Linked DNA regions of Mus musculus: region 1 is linked to region 2. A link is a contact called in public HiChIP or PLAC-seq data. All regions are on one chromosome and are shown on one strand. The core of a region is the stretch at or near the end of the contact, and the rest is flanking DNA. Distances in the headings are between cores, read along the strand shown. Region 1 overlaps 4833427F10Rik (RIKEN cDNA 4833427F10 gene). Region 2 overlaps Nfkbil1 (nuclear factor of kappa light polypeptide gene enhancer in B cells inhibitor like 1).

What was found. HiChIP or PLAC-seq counts read pairs in DNA pulled down with a chosen protein or histone mark.
Region 1: a FOXA1 HiChIP or PLAC-seq map of pancreatic cancer cells shows a contact between it and region 2. The contact joins two enhancer-like sites. A contact is called at or near these places in 2 of 39 promoter capture datasets (hippocampal neurons and liver) and 1 of 115 datasets of contacts at active chromatin or transcription factors (pancreatic cancer cells).

Annotation. Positions count from the first base shown.
Region 1 is chr17:35,778,707-35,785,701 of GRCm38.p6, reverse strand. It overlaps 4833427F10Rik (RIKEN cDNA 4833427F10 gene), which reads right to left. Exons shown (of 3, transcript NR_045459.1): 3 at 5,015-5,679. Among named protein-coding and RNA genes, the nearest start is that of Gm32409, 3.7 kb to the right of the region's middle. Within about 2 kb of position 1,536, at least 54 of the 459 cell types and tissues checked have an H3K27ac peak or open chromatin away from gene starts, as enhancers often do. A contact at or near this core is called in pancreatic cancer cells, where this site is marked.
Region 2 is chr17:35,217,752-35,224,552 of GRCm38.p6, reverse strand. Nfkbil1 (nuclear factor of kappa light polypeptide gene enhancer in B cells inhibitor like 1) reads left to right here. Exons shown (of 4, transcript NM_010909.5): 3 at 3,195-3,416; 4 at 3,577-4,378. The coding sequence ends at 4,163. Among named protein-coding and RNA genes, the nearest start is that of Nfkbil1, 15 kb to the left of the region's middle. Within about 2 kb of position 2,147, at least 58 of the 459 cell types and tissues checked have an H3K27ac peak or open chromatin away from gene starts, as enhancers often do. A contact at or near this core is called in pancreatic cancer cells, where this site is marked.

The DNA of each region.
Region 1 (6,995 bases), core at 287-2,786, 560 kb before region 2:
GAAATCGGGGCTGGCAAGATGGCTCAGTGGTTAAGAGCACCGACTGCTCTTCCAAAGGTCCTGAGTTCAAATCCCAGCAATCACATGGTGGCTCACGACCATCTGTAACGAAATCTGATGCCCTCTTCTGGAGTATCTGAGGACAGCTACAGTATACTTACATATAATAAATAAATAAATCTTTAAAAAACAAAACAAAAACAAAAAAACAAAAACCCTGAAATCACTAAAGTCCTGGGATCCTGTTCTGACTCCATTCTGTGTTTAGATCTCAGCCTTCCCGTCCTCAATAGTCACATCTGCCTTGGTGACACATCTGAGATTTCCATGGCCTGGGCCACAGTCTAAATATACTAACTAGATAATAGACAAGTTATGTCTAAAATAAGCGCTATCTCCTGCCAGGAATGAACGTTTCAAGGTTGCTCCATTAGACTTGATGTGTCTTTCTGGGTTTTGCTTTTACGAACTGTATCCCTAAACTCAGGCACTAAGAGACTTTTCTGAGGGCTCAAGCTCACTCTTGGGGTTGTCAGTTGGCTGAATCAGCATGTTGTTAACTATCTCTGGTGGATGGTGGATAGTAGCAAGACAGTAGCAACAAAGATCAAACAGAACAGAATACCTACAAATGGATGAAACCAAAACCAGCTTCCCGGGCAACTCTACAGCCTGCTGACTTCCCAACACAGTTGTTGGTAGCCTTTCTTTTTCCTTTCTTCTGTCTACCTCCTCTTCCTCCCTCCCTGTCTCCCTTTCTCCTTATCTTCCTCCTCTCCCTCTTCCTCATTCTCTTCTTCCTCCTCCGGCTCCTTCTCTACCGCCCATGTCTGTTCCTTCTCTTATTCTCCTCTCCTCTCTTCTGCTTCTCCTCTTCCTCTTCCTGCTACACACCCTCTCCTTTCCTTCTGCTTCCTTCCTTTCTCTCTTTCTGCTTCTCCTTTTTTCCCTCATCTTCTACTCTTCTTGTCTACCTCCTTCTTCTTCCTCCCCTCCCCTTTTTTCTCCTTCTCTCCCTCCTCTCCTTTCTTCTCTCCCTCCTCCCCTTCCTCCTTTCCCTCCTTTTTTCTCATCATCTTCTCTTCCTCCTCCCTTTTTTCCTTCCACTCCTCGTTCTCCTCTTCCTCTCTCCTTCTTCTCCTTTCTCTTTTCTTCTCCTCCCCGCCTCATCCTCCTCACCATCCTCCTCCTCATGCTAGTAGGACTTTGCTTTGTTATTTGCTGTGACAGTCTCCCTGAGTGGACCAGGTTGACCTTGAACTTTCGGTCTGCCTATTTCATTCACCTAAATGCTGGATGCAAGGTTGTTTTGTTTGTTTGTGACTTTCTTGGTTTCACAGATGCTTTTCGTGGGTCATCAGAAACAGCCACATATGGTAGTGCGCCTGTAACCCCAGCAGTAGGAGGTTGGAGAAGCAGGGGACCATTGTCAACTCAGGGCCAGCTGCCAGCTAATGGCCAGCCACACTGTGAGCTCCAAGCCAGCCAGATCAATATAGTAGCACTGTCACAGACACCGGAAACAGCTGGCGTGGGAAGATAGCCTAGGTTCAGAGGAGCCCAAGGCATTGGCATGGAGTACGCAGGGCTAGCCATACAGACTCTTCTATTTGCTGTGGGCGGCATAAGCCTGGGCTTTGTGTATGACACAGAGGGGGTGGGGTCTGCCAGACACAGAGCTCCAGCTAAAACCAGACTGCTTGTGACAGAAACAGGACATTACGCCTCCCAGTAGCCTCAAGCTGTCTGGCCTTCCCAGGCATGGGTATGTGTTGTGTCTGTATCTTGGTAGCAAAAATTCCTGATGAAGACTTGAGGAAGAGTTCATCCTGGTTCGTGGTTTTAGAGGGCACAGTAACCCATCATGGTGACAAGGGAATGACAGAGCTCATGGTGGCAAAATCTGACCATGCGGTGAAGATCAGAAACCAATCCTGGAAACAGGGACGATTCTAACCCCCTAAAATCCCTGTCAGCCATGTCCCACGTCCTAATGGCTGATTATGCTCCAGCTTGAGGGGTTCCCCTGCCTTAACATCTCATGCACGGGGATTATAGCTATCTATGGATCACCACACCCTGGCTTGTTTTTTTTTTTTTTTAACCATCTAGTAGATTTTATAATAAAAAACGGTTTATCAGAATTTAAGATACTCATGGGTATGGTCACATGTTTTTAGTGCCAGCACTTGAGAGGCAGAGGCAAGTGGATTTCTAGGCCTTGAAGGCCAGCCAGAGCTACATAGCGAGACCCTACCTCAAACAAAACAAAACAAAAAACAAAACAAGAAAAATTAAAATGAAAACTGGGCATGGTGGTGTGTACTCATAACCCAAGCATTTGGGAGGCTGAGGCAGGAGAAGCCTTGTAAGCTGGAAGCCATCCTAGGGTTCCCAGAGAGCCGCCATCCCAAAACAAACAAGCAAACAAACAACTTAAACCACAGCAATAAACTCATCCGATTGCTCAGTTCTTCCCATTCCAGGACAGCTGGGGATGACAGGAAGAGCCTGTAACCCAGGCCTGAGCTGGGAAGGACAGGGTCAGGGAAGGACAGGGATACTTCCCAGCTGCCTGTCCTTGTGTCCTGAGGGTAACTGGAGAGGAGACCAGGCTGTGTATCCTGATGATAAAGGTCAGGCCCATTGCTGGAAAGTTCCTTCACTCTGTCACGGGGCACCCATTCAACACCTATGTTGTAAACACTGGGCTTTGGCGATGAGCAGGACCGTGCTTCCTGACTCTCCAGTGAGGACCATGAGTTTAAAGCAGGTATGTATATGTAGGGGTATGTTTGTATGTGTGTAAGTATATGTGTGTGTATACGTATGTATGTATGTATGTATGTATGTATGTATGTATGTATGTGCGTGTGTATGTTGGCACACTTGAGTGCCTTGGCACATACACAGAAGTCAGAGGACAACATGCAGGAATCTATTCTCTCTGTCTACCATGTGGATTCAGTCCTAGGATTGAACACAGCAGGCTTGGAGTCAGGTGCCCTTACCCACTGAGCTATCTCAATGGCCCATTAACCAACTCTTTGGTAACTACAAGCAAAGCTGTATTATAGACTTCAGGGGGCTTCAGATCCCCTGGAGTTGGAGGTCCTGGAAGTTGTGAGCAACCTAGTGGAGGCTCTGGGAACTGCACTCCAGTCCTTTGGAAGAACAGAAAGCTCTCTTAGCTGCTGAGCCACCTCTCCGGTCCTAAATTAGTTCTTCTGGCAGTATTGGGAATTAAACCTAGGCCCTCACACATGTTGGCAGTGCTCTACAGCTGAACTACAGACGTATGTATGTATGTATGTATGTATGTATTTATTTATTTATTTTCTAAGGTAGAGTCTTGCTGTATAGCTCAGCCTGGCCTAGAACTCTACATCTAGAGAAAATGGTTTGGAACTTGTGGCAATCCTCCTGCCTCTGCTTCCCAAATGCTGGAGTTACAGACATGTGCTACACACTCAGCTTCTTTATCTGCTTCTGTATTTATTTACCTGAACAATTGTGTTGGTATGTTGTCCAGGCTGGCTTTGAACTTGGGAACTTACTTGCTATATTAGGGTCATCTAGAGGAACAGAACTTATAGAATGAATCTATGTATAGGAGGGAAATTTATTAAATGGCTTGCAGACTGTGGTCCAGCTAATCCAACAATCTCTGTCTACCAATGAAAGGTGCAAGAGTCTATTAGTTGAACCTGGGCTCGTAGGGGCTCACAAAGACTGAAATGCCATCCATAGGAGTGACCTGGGTCCTCTGCACATCTGTAACAGTTGTGTAGCTTAGACTTCTGGTGGGACTCCTAACAGTGGGAGCAGGGGCTGTCTCCGATTCTACTACAAACCTTTGGGACCCTTTCCTTCTACTGTGCTGCCTTGTTGCTTTAATGGGAGAGAAGGTGCTTAATCTTACTGCAGCTTGATACGCCGTGGCTGGTTGATATCCATGGGAGGTCTGTCCTTTTCTAAAAAGAAATGAAGGAGTGGATGTGGGGTATGGAGGGGAGGTGGAGGGAATGGATTGGGGGAGAGGAGGGAAGGGGAGGCTGTGGTCGGAATGTAAAAAACAAAACAATCCAGTGGTTGTTCAGTTCAGGAAACACTGGAATCCTGAAGAGGTAGGTTCTTAATGCCAGTTCAGGAATGGACTCACCACTGAGGTGAGAGCAAGCAGGCAAAGAGAGCAAGGTTTCATCTCCCATGTCCTTTGTGTAGGCTGCCAGCAGAAGGTGGATCTTCCCACAAAGACCCAGTTTAGAAATGGGTCTTTCTGGGCTAGCGAGATGGCTCAGGGGGCAAGAGCACTCACTGCTCTTCCAAAGGTCCTAAGTTCGAATCCCAGCAACCACATGGTGGCTCACAACCATCCAGAATGAGATCTGACGCCTTCTTCTGGTGTGTCTGAAGACAGCTACAGTGTACTTACCTATCACAATAAATAAATCTTTGGGTCGGTGTGAGCAGAGGTCCTGAGTTCAATTCCCAGCAACCACATGATGGCTCACAGCCATATATAAAGCTACAGTGTACTCATATACATAAAATAAATAAATGACTCTTAAAAAAATGAAAAAGAAATGGGTCTTCCTACTTCAAATGATTTAATTAAGAAAAAAAAATTTCTCATAGCTGTGCCTAGCCATTTGGGTTTTAATTGATTCCATGTATAGTCAAGTTGGCAGCCATGAATAACCACAGCAGATGCATCCCCAAACTTTCACATTTCTGGGACTAGACCTGTGTGAACAGGTATGTGCCTACAGGTATGTGCACTGGAATTAAAGGTGTGTGCACTGGACCTACAGGTGTGTGCACTGGGCCTACAGGTGTGTGCACTGGGCCTACAGGTGTGTGCACTGGACTATAGGCGTGTGCACTGGGCCTGGCCCTATCCTGTCTTTGCAGCAGGTTGTGTGTTTCTCATTGCTAAGTTTTGAGAGTTCTTTGTGTGTTTCCTTCCACTTCATGCTTAGGTTCTCTGAACAGGATCTTTTGCATGGTAAGTGTTTACTTGCCTTTTGTTGTTTAATTTTTTTATTGACACATAACTGAGGCGCAGCAAAGCATGAGAATCTTAAGTGTGCAGCTGGTGAGGCTTTTCCTGCTGCGATAGCATCCAGAGGTTTTTCTCCTTCCTCTTTCCGATCAATATGCAGCGCTCTTTCTTTCTCTGACCAGCCAGCCACAGCTTCTGCTTCTCTCACCACAGATTGGTTATGCCGGGAAGGTTTCTGTCTCTCGTCTTCCATCTTTTGAGACAGGGACTAATTGCGTAGACCCAGTTGGCCTTAAACTCACAAGAGATCTGCCTGTTTCTGCCTCCTAAGTATCTAGATTAATTTATCTTTTGAGGGGCCAGGAAAAAGGGTTGAGACGAGGTTTTCTACGTGGCTCAGGCTGGCCTTGAACTTGCCTCGGCCTCCCAACCTGGAATGGTCTCTGTTAAATGTCTTTCTTGGGTGCTGCCAGCCTTTCCATCTCTTGAAGGAGACACCGACACCTATCAGCAGATGTCATTCAGAGGCTGGTGAGAAAAGTGTGGGTTCCTGAGTGCCAGTGAGCCAGGCCCACAGCAGGCTCAAGGAAGGAAAGAGCCTCAACCTCCAGTGAGGTGGGTGGGCAGTTCTCCAAACCAAAGGACAGGAATTCAGCCTTTGTCTCGAACAGTTGCTGAAAGTAAACAAACCACAAAGCTTTGAATCTTGGCCACCAAATATGTAAACTGAGAACAATCATATCTGCATAAGCTGGTCATTCTCACAGGCACAGTTCCTGACACTTAGGAGGCATCAGGAGGCTCAGGAGTTCAATGCTGCCAGCCTTAGCTACAGAGTGAGTTTGAGGCCAGCCTGGTCTGTATAGCCAGAGTGACACAGCGAAACTCTGCCTCAAACAAACAAAATACAAAGAATAGGGAAAGAGGAAGCGAAGAAGGATCAACAAAATTTCTGAAGGAGGAGAAAAGTAGGGAGAACCAATGAGAACAGCCTAGGCAGCAGATGGACGGATCCTGTTTGGCAAGTAATTTGTCATGCCGGGCAACAAAAATGAAGCTTGGCTATCAGCACGTGGCCGTTTACTTCCCAGTTTCTCACCCATCAGACTTGGGGCCTGAAGGGAGGGAGTCTTCAAGAATAAAGGGAGAAAGAAATCGCCCCCCCCCCCCCAAAAGAGTTAGAAGGGATTCCTGGATAACCGGGAGTCAGCCAGAGCAGGGTTCAGGAAGAGGAAGAGGACCAAGAGGCAATAGGAGCCCAAGGTAGAGGTGAGGGGCATCAGGAGAGGCCACAGAAGACTCAGATCCTGTTGTACACTCTAGGACTCAGAGCATTGCTGTGGACTCAGGGCCTGCTGCAGACTCCGGTATGTTTAGATGTTGGTCTTCTGTAGCTGGGCTGGCAGAGATCTGAGATGTCATAATGAAGAACATAACACGCTCAGATGTTAGCTAAATTCCTCTCTTTGCTGTGTGGACAGTGTGGGGCTGTTAGGGTGGGGGTGGGGGTGTCTCTGAATTAGGTTGCACGTCACACACGGGGCATGCAAAGAGAGAAGGAAGCCTCCGGAGTGTGCAGAGTTTACTCAGTCTGCTGCAGGCCAGGCATTATTTCATGTGGGCTGGTCCCTCTTGTCTCTCCTTCCTTTCTCGCTTCTCCTCATCTCTTCCCTTCTTCTCTAACTTCACCTCATCTCTGCAGGGTCTCATGTATTCCAGGCTGGACTTGAACTCGAGTTCCTGAGTTTCCTGCCTCCACCTTTCATGTGGAAAGATGGACACAACCACATCAGGCAACATTTGTGCGTTTGTTTGTTTTGAGACAGGATCTTACTATTTAGCCCAGGCTGGATCTTGAAGTCGTAATTCTCCTGCCTTAGCCTCCCTAGTACTGGGATGATAGGTATGTGCCATTGTGCTTGGATACCTCTTTGAGTTATCTTTCTACAGGTTCCCCAAATAACTGTATTAATCAGATATGATGGCATCC
Region 2 (6,801 bases), core at 898-3,397:
AAATAAATACATCTTTGGGGGGGGGGTACTTTAAAATTTATTTCATAACTTCATTCCAGCTTTAGGAAGGTAGGTGCTGGCAGAGGCCAGGCGAGGAAATGAAACTCCCAAAGCGGCTCTATTACCCACACATCTCTCTGTTCAGAAAAGTCTGGCTGGGACAGGGAGATGGGACTGGAACTCTCTGTAGATCAGACTGTCCTGAAACTTAGAGAGATCCGCCTGCCTCTGCCTCTCTGCCTCTTCCTACCAATTACTGGAATTAAAGGCCTGTGCCACTATGTCCGCCCTAATAAAACCATTTTTTAAAGATATATTTATTTATGTATCATTTATTTTATGTATATGAGTACACAGTAGCTGTACAGATGGTTGTAAGCCATCATGTGATTGCTGGGAATTGAACTCAGGACCTCTGTTCACTCTGGCCCAAAGATTTATTTATTGTTATATTCAAGTACACTATAGCTGTTTTCAGACACCCCAGAAGAGGGCGTCAGATCTCATTACAGATGGTTGTGAGCCACCAGGTGGTTGCTGGGATTTGAACTCAAGATCTCTGGAAGAGCAGTCAGTGCTCTTAACCACTGAGCCATCTCTCCATGAAGGGTTGTCATGCATGCATGCACAGTAAAGCCCAGCAGGCTTGCACATGTTCTGACTTAGAACACCCACCCTCGGCAGATATGTGTCCATGTCCACACTCGTGCAAGTTTAAGGCTAAAGGCTTTGGAGACACAGTCTGACAGACAAGGTGAAGAGAGGTCTGTGTCTCAGCTCACAGTGGAACACTCATTACAGTCATCAAAGAGTGAAACAAACGGCAGGTTCCTGGGGGAAAATAAAAGATAAAAAGCCATGAGGAGGGAGAGCTGTTAGTTCACCCCAGCCTGACTCCACAGTGAAACCTGTCTCATAAAAACACCAAGATGAACAGCTAGCTGCTGCTGTCAGCCTGTGTGGGATGTGTATGCCCCAAGGATTCTGTTAGTTTCAGTTGGATGTGGTGACCCATAACAAGGTAGGAGAGTCACGAGGTTGAGACCTAGTCTGCAGTTACAAAATGAGCTCTAGGACACCCTGGGCTGTGAGACCCTCTCACAACACACACACACTCACACACACACACACACACACATACACATACCATAGCCAATAAAATAAATCGGGTATTTCAAAAGAAAACAAAAACAAAATGAAGCCAGTTGCCAAGATAGGCAAATACCTCTGAGTAAATGGGCATAGTGTGGCCACAGCTCCAATAACTTGCCGTGTGCACAATTGTATGGAGCAAGGTAGGACTCGAGGTTGCAGCAGACTGTTCGCAGTTATGATGTTAAGCTGGATATGTTGGTATACACACATACACACACAAAATAAAAAGACAGAGTTAAATCTTCCATATGAGCCTGGGCCTACTCAGAACATATAAACACACACATAAGCACACACTATGCACTCACACACTCAAACACACTCTGTACTCTCACATAAATACACTGCATTCTCACACATAAACTCACTGCCTCACACTCCCATAAATACACACTATGTATTGACACACTCATAAACACACACTGCACTATTGCACTTGCATAAACATACATTATGCACTCTCACACACAAACTCTGCACTATCACACTCACATAAACATACACTGTGCACACACATAAACACTGCACTCGTATAAACACACTATGCACTGTCACACACTGCACACACAAACACTCTGCACTCACATAAACACATACACTTGTTAACATAAACATACTGCATGCTTATACACACATAAACACTGCACACTCACATACACACATAAACACTGTGCATGCTCACACTCACATAAACACACACTGTGCTCTCACACGCTCCATACACAGTCACACCCTGCAGTGAGCCCTAGTGGGAAGAAGTTGAAGGACGGAAGCCAGAAGCAGGTCTGCTAAGTGGGACAGCTCGGGAGGGTTTGTGGCAGATCACAGCAGGAAGCCTGCCTTGCCCTGCTCCCTGATGTGGTTTCAGAGTGGATTGGCACCTTGGCCTGCTGTGTAGGCCCTTCCATCCTGCTGGCAGTTACAGGTCAGCCCTGCCTCTGTGCCAGCCTCCTGGTAAGTGAGCTAACTTCCTGGAACCAGCAAGGCCTGTGTCCCATTTCCTTCTACTCTAGGAGAGGAAGTAGGGCCCCGGCCCGAATGCTGCCCCAGCTGCTCGCCTCCTTCTGGCTCCTGATGGAGGCAGGTGGTGGTCCCAGCTGCTGGGCTTCCCTCGGTAGGGTGAAGCGATGGCATCTGGCTCCCCTCAGTTTACCTGGTGCTCAGGCTCAGGAGCAGGCACCCAAGGTGCTCGGTCCTTCCCTGCCCTTGGCCACCATCATTTAGGAGGGACTCACTCTGCGCTGGCAGCACCTGTACGTCACTGCCACCCTTCCCTCCCCTGGGGAAGGCTGGAACATTCTCCTGAAAACTTTTATTTTACTCAGATTTATTGGGTAGAAACAGTAAATGTACTACTATGTTTGTGTGTAGTGGTGCAGAACACAGTGTTTTGATATTCTTTATTATTATTAATTTACCGTATTTGGACTTTTTGAGACAGGATTAATCCTGTAGCCCTGGCTGACCTGCAACTCACTCTGTAGACCAGGCTGGCCTTGAACTCTCTACCTCCTGAGCACTGGAATTAAAGTGCCACCATGCCTAATGTGATAATCTTAATATGTAATTTTAGATGAGAACAATAGTTTGTAATATGTATATAGTGATAATAGCTTCAAAATAAAAATAATCAAAAGAGGGCTGAAGAGATGGCTCAGTGGTTAAGAGCACAGATTGCCCTTCCTGAGGTTCTGAGTTCAATTCTCACCAACCACATGGTTGCTCACAACCATCAGTAACAGGATCTGATGCCCTCTTCTGGTGTGCATGAAGACAGCGACAGTGTACTCACATACATAAAATAAATAAAATCTTTTTTTAAAATAGTCAAAGGAATTTGAAGTCGTCCTAGGTGCCAAGGGCAAGAAAACGCGGTTGTAACACTTAGAGCAAACTGAGATTGTCTGTGGGGAGCAAGTCAGAGCGTTCAAAACTCCACACTCGTGCCTTATGTGATTGTTAGTGGCTGTCGAGTTAAGAAAATCCAAGATGGCAGCCTCGCGGAGCCCCAGCTGACTGCTCACTGTCTCTGCCCCTAGCTTACACGGACTTCTTCCTGCCGCTGCTGAGTCGTTGCCCATCTGCCATGGGGATAAAAAATAAGGATGGGGAGACTCCTGGGCAGATTCTGGGCTGGGGACCCCCCTGGGATTCTGCCGAAGAGGAAGAAGATGAGGAAGTTTCCAAGGAGCGGGAATGGCGGCAGAAGCTACAAGGCGAGCTGGAGGATGAGTGGCAGGAGGTCATCGGGAGGTTTGAAGGTGAGGAGCCCATTGCCACCCCCAGCCGCCCTCCCTCCTGCCCCTGCCCTGTGTCCTCTACTCCAGGCCCAATGCATGTGGCCTCTTGATTTTACTCTTTGTCTTGTAAGTCCGCTAATCATAGCCTCTCTCCGACAACCTCATCCTACCTCCTGAACAGATGATGCCTCCCGGGACACGCAGGAGCCCGAGTCCTTCTCAGCCTGGTCAGAGCGCCTGGCTCGGGAGCATGCCCAGAAGCAGCGGCAGCAGCTGGAGGCAGAGGGATCCTGCCGACCTCCAAGGGCTGAGGGCTCCAGTCACAGCTGGCGACAGCACGAGGAGGAACAGCGGCTTTTCCGAGAGCGAGCCCGGGCCAAGGAGAAGGAACTGTGTGAGAGCCGAGCCAGGAGGGCTCAAGAGGCTCAACGGGACAAAGGGCCAGAGCCTCCCAGGGCTGGGCCCAGGGCAGAACACCCACGAGGGGCAGAGAGGGGCAGCCTCTGGCGCTTTGGCGATGTGCCCTGGCCCTGCCCTGGTGGAGGGGACCCAGAGGCCATGGCTGCAGCCTTGGTGGCCAGGGGCCCCCCTCTGGAGGAACAGGGGGCTCTGAAGAGGTACTTGAGAGTCCAACAGGTCCGGTGGCATCCTGACCGCTTCCTGCAGCGATTCCGAAGCCAGATTGAGACCTGGGAGCTGGGCCGAGTGATGGGAGCTGTGACAGCCCTTTCTCAGGCCCTGAACCGCCACGCAGAAGCCCTCAAGTGACCCTAGGGAATAAGCAAGAACCTGTGGGGATGTAGCCTCAAGAATAGACGGAAGGAAGCAAGGTCGTGGATGGGGATGGACAAGAAGGGGCAGCTGCGGCACAGAGAGGAGAGGATATGGGACGGCTAACGTAATGGTTGTGGGGGTGGGGTGGGGGAGGCTCTAACCACTGCTCTGGACTGCCATTTCCTAATAAGACTTGGTTCCACACCTCACTCCAGAGTCTCCTCTGTTTTTTCCATTGCTATGGTTTTCATCACCCACGACATCTCCTTTCCCGCCCAATTGTTGAAACCCACAGCTCCCACACACCTGCGGTACAGTCACAGTGCGCTCTCAATGGAGACCAGAAGCCCCTGCCCGCCCTCCTTCAGAAGGCCTGGTTCATCCTCCAGACCCTCTCAGCTCCCCACCCCACCCCCGCCGGGGTCCTGACAAGGTTGCAGTTGAAGAAAAATGTGAACAAGAGACAGAAAAAGGAACAACCCCTCCCTCCATCTCCAACCACATCCTCACCCCTGCTCAGCTCAGGGCTTTCCCTCTGCTGAGTCACTGAATGAGCTGGGTTGGGGGCAGCAGGGCTAGGGGACCACGAGGACCTGGGAGGATAGAGGATAGAACCAGAGGGGATGGAGGAAGAGCCCTGTGGGGGAGGGAATTTCAATTTCTAAAATTAGAAGCAGGAAGGAGGCTGGAAAGGGCCAGATTATGTAACCTGGGTTGTCTGTTCTTGGGCAACTAGAGATCCACACCCGAGCCTATGCGGGCTTCTAAGCCTTGTCTCATCTTCTCTGGGTCTCCAGTCCTGATACCTGCTGTTTGCCTACCACACCCAAAATCTGGACTTCAGCTCTGGGCAATCCAGGCTTGGCCTAATACATAAACATCTATTTTCCCAAGAACCTGTAGTCGAGGTCTTAGGGATGGGAGAGAGAAGCTCTGAGGCGTGGAAGATGGAGAAGAGCATCCACACCACTTTTCAAATTCAGGTGCTCTCTAGAAATGGAGAAACTACGCAAATCCCCCTGCCAACACCTGAGACACAACCCGGTCCTCAGTTTGTTTTTTCAATAATTGAGGCAAGACAGGAAAGAATTGCGCGGGTGTGCGCTGTGTGTGGTCCAAAAGGTAATGGTCAGGCTACAGCTCAGGCCTACCCTAGAGGTCCCCGAATTGCACAGGATGAGGTGTGGTACCAGAGACCCTCAGGGATCATCTGGAGGCTAGGAAGAGGCCCAAGCCCCCTGACCCCAAGACTAGGCAGATGCTGAGCAGGGGAAGGGGGCAGCTCTGTGAGAGGAAGCTGCCGAGATTCAGATTCGGAGAAGAGACCTGGAACTGTAAGCAACCCAGGCATCCGGTTCCTCTCACAGGCTGGGGATCTCGGAAGCGGCATGCAAAGAGCCCGTACTGGAGTCAGGGACCCGTGAGCAGGGGTGAGGTGGGGGACCCGTGAGCGGGGGTCAAGGGGGTGGCCGTGCTCCCAGATCTTTCATTCTGGAGCACTTAGTTTCCTCTTCTACATGAATTACATGAAACCGAGGTAAGATACGCTAGGATACCCTGCCTACCCCACCCTAGCCTCCCTCCCTAGCCTTCTCTGGTGTGTGTCCCCCAGGCCTGGTGGGGGTTCCCCTGAGATAAAGGCTGTTCACTTTCTCTGACCACATGGTTTCCGCTTCTGCATCTCTCATTTCCTAGGCCGATAAAAATACTGAGTCCCAGAGGCCCCGGCTTCCTCTGACCCCCTGGTGCCAGGCAGCAGGCATCCTGTCCACCATGGTGGGGGTAGGGAGGAAAATCCGGGATCCCCAAGAGTTGACTCAATGGCGACCCGACTGTGGAACAGTTGCTGTGGAAATGTGTCCCTTCCCTCAAGCTGGGCCCAAGAGTTGGATCTCTAGGGTGGGGTGATTTGGGGCTCAATTTGAGAAACCGAGTTAGGAAATAAACTAGAGATTAGACGTCTGCCTGGGGACTGAAGTGGGGGTGGATTCAGGTTAAATCAGGAAAGGGATCTGGGCTTCTGTTTGGCACAGGTCAGCTGAGCATCACGGAACCAAGGGATTCAAACTCTGCTTTGGGGAACATACCTATAGCCCAGTGACTGAAGGCATGAATTGCTGCCTTCACAGTAGGGCCCATGGGAACCAGGCAGGAGGCTCCCAGGAGGCCAGGGACAGTGAAAATCCCTAAGGCTGACCAAAGAGCTTGGGCCGAGGCTGAGAAGTCACAAAACATAGCGTGAGCTGGAATGTGCTAGTACACAACTGAGCATCTCCAGGCAGAGAAGCACAGGTGTGTGAGAGCCTGTGCAAGCAAGGCTGGGATCGGAGAATTGGGAGTTTTACTGTAATGGCGACCTGGGGCACCTGTGAGGATCAAGAATGGGAGTGTCCTGTGGGGCCCAGCCTGGCTCTACAACATGAGCTCAGCCTTTTCAGTCACTGTGATCTTGCTGGGGGTTCCGAGACAGGACACAGTGGCCGGCCAAGGGCTTGCAACTAACTTAAGAGACCCAGGAGCTGCTCCTGCCATTCTCCCAGGCTTTACCTCGGCTCTTCTCCCTGCCCCAGAGCCGCTCACAGGCTACAATGCTTGCCTATCTGGGTCATAGAAGCTGGGAGCCCTCTTCGCA